Regions from separate parts of the Mus musculus genome. Here region 2 is linked to region 1. Evidence: chromatin contacts called from public Hi-C data. All regions are on one chromosome and are shown on one strand. The core of a region is the stretch at or near the end of the contact, and the rest is flanking DNA. Distances in the headings are between cores, read along the strand shown. Region 1 has its middle 100 kb from the start of Gm23273. Region 2 has its middle 180 kb from the start of Gm38790.

Region 1 (4,041 bases), core at 653-3,152:
TCTATGGCTTTGCTTCCCAAAGCATGAATGATCTCAACAACTGCAGGATGAAAGGAAAATCAAAGCCTGTCTGGCTAAGATGGCTTTGCTTTAGAAAAATCTTTACAACTTTCCTTGACATATCTTTAAACCTGTATATTTTCAAGTACTACAAACCTAAGATATTTTCTATCAGATGAAAAATCTGGTAAAATAGCAGGCATACAGAACTATACTGTTAAGGAACTTGTTAAAAAAAAAAAAGAAAGAAAAGAAAAGAAAAAGAAAAATATAACACCCAAATGCAGACTATGTAGGACTATAAAAACTAACCAGATACTTGCAGTGCCAGCTGTGAGTGACATAGAATTTTCCATAAGAAGATTAGCATGGAGTGGAGTTGAGCTTCATACATCACTTGTCCCTACTACAAATATATGTATTAGAAAATAGGAAGCAAGGGATTAAAAAGTCAGTAATAAGAATGCCAAAGAAACAGGAAACAGACTGGCCCGAGAAATCTGGTATAAAGTACACTAGATGTGAAATGTAGTTTGAGAGGTCTGACACCAAAGTGTAGAGTCTATGTACGAGGACAGGAAAGAGAGATTTGAAGTGAACAGGAAGAAGTGTGAGTTCCACTTTTGGAAAAGAATGCTGTCACCAGGACTCAGGCCTGGATAGCAGCACAACAAAGAGCTATAAAATATTTTCCAATATTGAGCTGACTGTCCCTGGTGACTTGAGAAAGAAAAAGTGGAGCTAGTCTTAGAGGAGACAAGAAGATAAATGCTCAATAAGAGGCAACAGAGACATTCTTGACTAATGAAGTTCCTTACCAAAAAAGAAAAGAAAAAAAAAAAAGCCAAAGCAAAACCGCAAAACCCTGTGCAGCTATTGTTCAGCTGTTGTAATATTAAAGTTTTCAGAGTATTCAAGCAAGGAAGCTGGAAACAGACAAGCTGGTATGGGGTATGGAGAGCAGAAAAGCCGTCAGAGAAGACAGATTCCAATCCTTTTGAAAACCTAAAGTTAGATAATGGCATCCTATGCTGTGAAGAAGTCAGTGTGAACAAAGACGGAATGAAGACAGCTGAGCCTGAAAATTAAAAATAGGAGCAGCTACTTCCAGACAGCAGAATAAGATGTCATTCGGGAGGGTGGGGAACTTTCATCTTTTCATGATGAAGAGGGTTCTAGGGTGGATGGAACGATGGCTTGAAAGCATGTGTTGCTTGCAGAGAACCCAAGTTCTGCTCCCAGCACTCACCTGGTAGTTCACAACCTTCCATCCATAACTCCAATTCAGGGGGACCTTATGCTCCCTTCTGGGTCCTGTACCTATAATGCACAGGATACACAAACATGCAGGCAAAACACACATGCAAAAAAGCCCAAGAGAATTAAATATATTTAAACTCTATTTTCTTATATGTTTTCATGGCCATACTTCCTGTAAAACACAAGATTTTACCCTGCCTGTGCATAAGAAAATAATCATGCTTTACATTCGATGACAAATCAATTCCCATTTGACCAGTAGTCATTCAAGTATATTTTTCTCATTGAGGAGAAAACTTCCATCCCAGGCAACTTTTCATGACAATTAGTGATTCCTGAAAGGAAAGAAAGAGCATACGTTTTCCATAAAATCCAGGTAACTATGTGTTTTGTCTGCAAGCTTCTGAGGAATGTAGATATCATATTTGTCCCAGTTTCCAAATATTTGAGTTATACGGAAACTGACCTTTCTACTCTCGCTCTTCTGGATTAAGGATAATGAAGTTGAAGCCCAAAGAAGATAAATGATAAGCACAATATCACGTGAAGAGCTGATGGGAGAATTAGCAGGAGAACCCGGGCCCTCAAGGCCATGATCATTAGGTTAGTTCTGAACAGAGGTTTTATATTTGTTTAGAGGTCTTGTGTAAGAATCACATCAATAAAAGTCCTCTTGGGGCAAAGAACGTCCTTGCTCCAGAAGAGAGACACGAGTAACCACAAGTCTAATTAATTTTTTTGTATTAAAGTATCACTCATGCCAAGTAGTTTATTGGCCCATGAATGGCTGTAAGGCACAGTTATGATTCTGGGCTCAGAGGGTACTTGTAAATGAAGCTAGTCACTTAGGTAATATTAACAGACAGCTCTGCTGTGGGAGCCATCATCAATCGCAAGAATAGGAAGTTAATAACTTCCAACCCACTAAGTACGTTTACCCCAAAATCATTTGAAGAGAATTAAGTGGAAAAAAAAAACCTTAAAAGCATGTGACTCCTTATTTTGTTGTACCCCTGTTCTTATAGTGACCCTTTCTTGGTAGTTATAACACTACTGATTCATTGAACAATATCCATATTATTACAGTGTTATTTTCCCTGATAGCTCCTGAATCACTGTCTTTTTAAAAAGGCAAAGATACTTTGTCTTCCACCCTCTTGGGTATAACTAAGTACACAAATACATGAGAGATGTAGAGTGACATTTCCTGGGTGGGACTACTTCCTTGTTTCAGTCTCTGGAGGTAGACCCAACGTTTGCTCATAGCTACATGTTTTAGGGCACTGTGGGCAAAAATACTCTATGCTATACAATGGTCCCTTAATTATAATAGAACTAATCTTTCTAGGAAGTGCAGTTTAATCTCTTTAACAAATCATTGTTGGCCATGCAGCATTAAATGGCTTCACTCTTTAAGCTAAAAGGTAAGAAAAATCACCTTAAGTTGTGAATAAAGGATTTCCCACCTGAAGAGAGGATGAGGGGGGAAGGCTTGCAGTTCAAAGTTAATTTCTATCATCAAGGACAAAAAAAAAGCTTTCTTCAAGTTATGCAACATGAAAAATTGGATTTATGGATCTGTCAGCTATGACAGGAAACATCAATTACTGGTTTGTGATGAGTAACAGAGTGACATTCCATTATGATGGCACTGAATGTGTGACTTAAGGCACTCATTGTCGCTGTTGTTGACTGGATGGCAACATGCAGTTCTTAAATCTCTCTAACTGGGTGATTCTGGTAGCTGGCCATATCAGGGCCAGGGTTAGGACTGGGAGTGAAGGACTCTCTCAAGCACTACTAGAAGAGACTTGCATAGAGTTCTGCTTCCACAGCTATGCCTTTTCTCTCTCTGTTTTTAAAAACTGATATTGTTAATAATGTAAAATATATGGTAAATATGAAGCCAAATTCAGTTTAATAGCTAACACATTAATAAAGCAACTATCTCCTTGGAGGAAACAAGTAATTTCAGACTATAATAAAAATGCTACTGTCTAAGAATTGATTTAGGGACTGGAAACATGACTTAGTAGTTAAGAGCACTGACTGTTCTTCCAGAGGATCTCGGTTCGAATCCTAGCAGCTACATGGCAGCTCAGTCCTGCCTATAATTCTAGTTCTAGGGGATCCAGCGCCCTCTTTTGGCCTCTACAGGTGCCAGCATGCACATGGTATATAGACATATATGCAAGCAAAACACTTAGATGCATAAATGAAATATTTTTAAATAAAAAGATTTTAAACTACAGTGATTGTTGCTTAGAATCAGGATTCAGAAATGTGGTCCTGGGGGAATCTTTTATTGTGTGGACCCAGCAAGGCACTTTCATACTCACTAAGATTGGGGTCATGATACTGGATAATACCATATGGAACACTGCCAGACATGTTCACTGCTCTATCAGAATATGCCAGGAACCTTTCACTCAAAGAAAAAAGCTAATCAAAACTGAATTCCAGGTAGTTTAGAAATGATTACCAATTAAGGTACATTATGTACACTTTTTGATGAAAAAGCCTAGATAGAAATGAATATTTCCATAAATATCCTTATTGTTGAAAAAGAAAATGTGACTGTAAAGAAGCGAACATATCCCCCTTAAAAATACAAAAGATTAAAACCAACCCCAAACTATTAAAATCTAACCGCAAAGCCTGAGGAACAACTAACATAAGACCATACATAGCAGAGAATACTCTGGAATCTTGTTTAGTGAGATATCTCTGTTCATACTGAAATGACACATGTTCAAGTTGTGTGAGATAAAATGTTGAAAA
Region 2 (4,041 bases), core at 719-3,218, 300 kb before region 1:
GCTTAATCAAAAGCACCTTTTTCATATCCTCTGTCAAGCTAAATAAACAAAAATGCAGAAGAATATAATGTATCATTGCTGGACTCTCCATCAAAAACGCACACAACTATTCCATTTTTGGTAAATTCTATTTGTCCAGCCTCCAGCTCCAGAGATTTCTAAGTGTTTGTTGAAATGTAATGCCACCCCCTTGCCTACCTCCCACATCACTGGTTAAATCACTTTCTAAGTGCTGGCATAAATAAAACTACACGCTGAGCTTTACCCAATCACCACCAGAACTCTTAGCCAACAGCAGGATGATCACAGACTGTAAGTGCTTTCTCTCTTTTATATAAAATGAGTGAATATGATTTAAGTTTTTATAAAGTGCAAAATATTGGGATAGTCTAAGTATGTGACACTTAGGTGGAATTGACTTGACAATTTTGTCAGGAATAGATGGACCATGATAATATTGGCTCATACTCCCGTTGACTGCCAAGGTTTAAGTTGAATGGATTTATAGGAATTACCAAGATTTCCCGTCTTTTTTAGAACAGTAACTTACGAAGTTTGGCTTGTTTACCGATGCCCTCAAACTCTCTGGGCACACGCTATGATTTGAGTGTGAAATATCATTCACAGGATTATGTGTTTAAACATTTGCTATCCAGCTGCTGGTTTTATCTGGGGAGTTTGTGAAACCTTCTAGACGTGAGGTTTAGCTGGCAGACAGAAGATACAGGGATGGGTGTGGGAGTAGTGTTACAGCTGGGAAGCTTAAGACCAAGTTCTCTGCTTAGAAGTCAGCACTACACTCACAGACATCAATTCAAGCATAGAACCCATCTGCCATGTCTTCCCCACCATGGAGGACTGAAACTCCTTAAGCTATGGGCCAAAATAAACTTCTCCTCCCTCAGGTGGCTTCTGTCAGGTACTTTGTCTCAACCACAAGGAAAGTAACTCACACAATGAGAACTAGGCATATTTTAGTAGGAAGAGGGGCATGTGAGATGTAATCCAGTATACCATTGAAGGAAGAGAAGATTCAGTGTGAATTTAGGTTATTGACAATATCCACTTGAGGTTCATAGGATTTCTAATACTATCTCTCTCATCATTGTAAGAATCTATATGGGATGGATCCTTGGGTGGGGTAGTCTCTGGATAGTCCATCCCTTCATCTCAGCTCCAAACTTTGTCTCTGTAACTCCTTTCACGGGTATTTTGTTCCCTATTCAAAGGAGTAATGAAGTATCCACACGTTGGTCTTCCTTCTTCTTGATTTTCTTGTGTTTTGCAAAGTGTATCTTGGGTATTCTAAGTTTCTGGGCTAATATCCACTTATCAATGAGTGCATATCTAATGACTTAACCCATACACTATTGCATATGCTAGCAAGATTTTGCTGAAGGGACCCTGATATAGATGTCTCGTATGAGGCTATGCCAGTGCCTGGCAAATATAGAAGTGGATGCTCACAGTCATCTATAAGATGGAACACAGGGCCCCCAATGGAGGAGCTAGAGAAAGTACCCAAGGAGCTAAAGGGGTCTGCAACCCAATAGGTGGAACAACAGTATGAACTAAGCAGTACCTCCGGAGCTCGTGTCTCTAGCTGCATATGTAACAGAAGATGGCCTAGTCGGCCATCATTGGGAAGAGAGGCCCCTTGGTATTGCAAACTTTATATGCCCCAGTATAGGGGAATGCCAGGGCCAAGAAGTGGGAGTGGGTGGGTAGGGGAGCAGGGTGGGGGGGTATAGGGAACCTTAGGGATAGCATTTGAAATGTAAATAAAGAAAATCTCTAATAAAAAATGTAAAAAAAAAAAAAAAAAAAAAGAACCTATAGCCCTGAGTATTTAGTATGTGATAGTTGCTATGACACACACTTTATAAGCACTCTTTAGTTCTAAGGACTCCATTAGGAAAGTGATGCAGCAAATAGAACAGATTTCATCTTAGACATTGACCTTGATACTCCTAAAACAAAAATCAATCTGGCAGTTGTATAAGTCCACAGAACAAGGGTTCATTACCAGACTACATTGCTGTAGAGAACAGGCTAATGTCTAGACGCAGAGCAATGGAAATCCAAATACAGCTTTTGTGCTGAGTTTCTGTCAATGGGGGTTTCAGTTTTCCTAACTGATAGGGCAAGAAAATCTGTTGGGCTAAGGTAGGTCATCAGCTATACAGGTCTTCACCATATTCCATAAGCTAGAGAAAATAAAAACTGTTAATATGGAAGAAGTAAGTGTAGAGGGCTGATGGCTGAAAAGTAAATATTTCTGGATACTATAGAGGAGGAAAAATTATGCAGCAACCATCCTTCAGGATGCTATTGTTGAAGCATATTGCTTACCTTAGAAATGATTTTGGCCATTACTACAATAGAATCACTTTTGGGGGTTCATGTAAATATCTTTAACAAATGCTTTCCTCTGGCTTTCTTAGGATCACCCTATTTTTCTCCTCCTTTTAAATCAGTGTTCTCACTAGTTTTTGTCACAATCTGAAAAAGAAACTGAAAAAGAAACATCAGTTGAGAAACCCTTCCATCAGTTAGGACTGTAAGCAAGTCTGTAGGGTATTTTCCTGATTAATAATTGGCATGGCAGGGCTCAGATCATTGTATATAGTTCTAACCCTGGGCAGGTGGTCCTAGGTTGTATAAGAAAACAGGCTGAGAAGACCATGGGAAGCAAGCCAGTAAACAGCATTCCTCCATAGCCTCTGCTTCAGTTCCTGCCTCCAGGTTCCTGTTTTAAGTTCCTGCCCCAACTTCCCTGAGTGATAGATCTTTATTTGGAAGTATAAGATGAAAAGAATCCTTTTCCCACCAAGTTTTTTTGACCATGGTGTCAATCAGAAAGTAGATAGAGAACTATGATAATCCACATGAATTGGGAGGTAATGCTGAAGAACTTTCCATTCATAGCAAATTATGGTTCGAAATAATTTCCAACGGAACACTTGACAACTGTGCTGAGTATAAGGAAATGGCTACTGCTTACACAAGAGGTCACAGCACACCATAGCTATTTCATTATGTACTAGGACAAATTTTTACTCTTCTTAACCATGAAACAAGAAAGCATAGGTCATAGGTTCTAGTCTCACTGTGTTCTGGGTGTCTTTGCCCTTCACTTATTTATTTTTGAAAGCTGACTTTGCACTCCAGGCTGCCTTCTCCAATGTGTGCTTCAGTTGTGTGCTCCTCAAAGCCCTGTTGCCTGAAACCCACTTCTGGTGATTTCACAAAAGGTTTTCACACAATGAAGAGTTAAATCAGGGGACCAACCATGAGTGTTTGTGCATCAGGATTAAGACTGTACAACTAGTAATTGATCCTTTATTTTTAATCCCAGAGATACTATGTTCTGTGATAGGGTAGAAGTCATAGATTTTTACACATTTGTTTCAGAAGTGTGCTGTGATTTCAATCTTTATCCAGAAGTAAATGAGTATACATAGTAAGGAAAAAAAATAAATGGAAATAAATGTAAAATCGCATTTCAAAATCTTTCAGAGAATGTGATGCAAAAGTATGATTATGTTGTCAAAAATATCAAATAAAGAATAGTCTACAAACAGATGTTTCATAATTAGTATAAGAAAATGTACCATAATATGTTATTAACATTTTATATGAATTTCTGTTAGGCAGAAATAGAAAAATTCTTGGAAATTATAGCAGATAAATGAGCTTTCAAAAGCCTATGTCTGTTCCTTGGGCACATCATTTGGAGGGGTGGTTTGAAGATAGATCTAACAATAGAATCATACAATATTCGGTTAGAATGCAAACACATCTAACATCCCTAACCTCAAAAAAAAAATCCTGTTAGAAAAATATGTAAGAGTTACGGGGTTAGAGAATTTGTTAACCTAAGAATATTTGTGGAAGGAAACTGGTCTTCCCAACACAAACTTAGCATAAATGTTTATAGCTAATGGGGACTCAGCATAGCATCCACTCTGTTTTGCCTATAAAATTCTCAGTGTGGTAGGATTATCTATTATTCTTACACTATTGAAAACATTTTAAGAG

The links. Hi-C and Micro-C count contacts between places; a contact is called where the count stands out from the background.
Region 2: a contact with region 1 is called in a Hi-C map of liver, with 6 times the contacts expected there. The contact joins two enhancer-like sites. A contact is called at or near these places in 3 of 484 Hi-C or Micro-C datasets (all in liver) and 1 of 115 datasets of contacts at active chromatin or transcription factors (liver).

The regions. Positions count from the first base shown.
Region 1 is chr6:35,872,677-35,876,717 of GRCm38.p6, reverse strand. No RefSeq gene overlaps it. Among named protein-coding and RNA genes, the nearest start is that of Gm23273, 100 kb to the left of the region's middle. Within about 2 kb of position 1,902, at least 2 of the 459 cell types and tissues checked have an H3K27ac peak or open chromatin away from gene starts, as enhancers often do. A contact at or near this core is called in liver, where this site is marked.
Region 2 is chr6:36,176,013-36,180,053 of GRCm38.p6, reverse strand. No RefSeq gene overlaps it. Among named protein-coding and RNA genes, the nearest start is that of Gm38790, 180 kb to the right of the region's middle. Within about 2 kb of position 1,968, at least 2 of the 459 cell types and tissues checked have an H3K27ac peak or open chromatin away from gene starts, as enhancers often do. A contact at or near this core is called in liver, where this site is marked.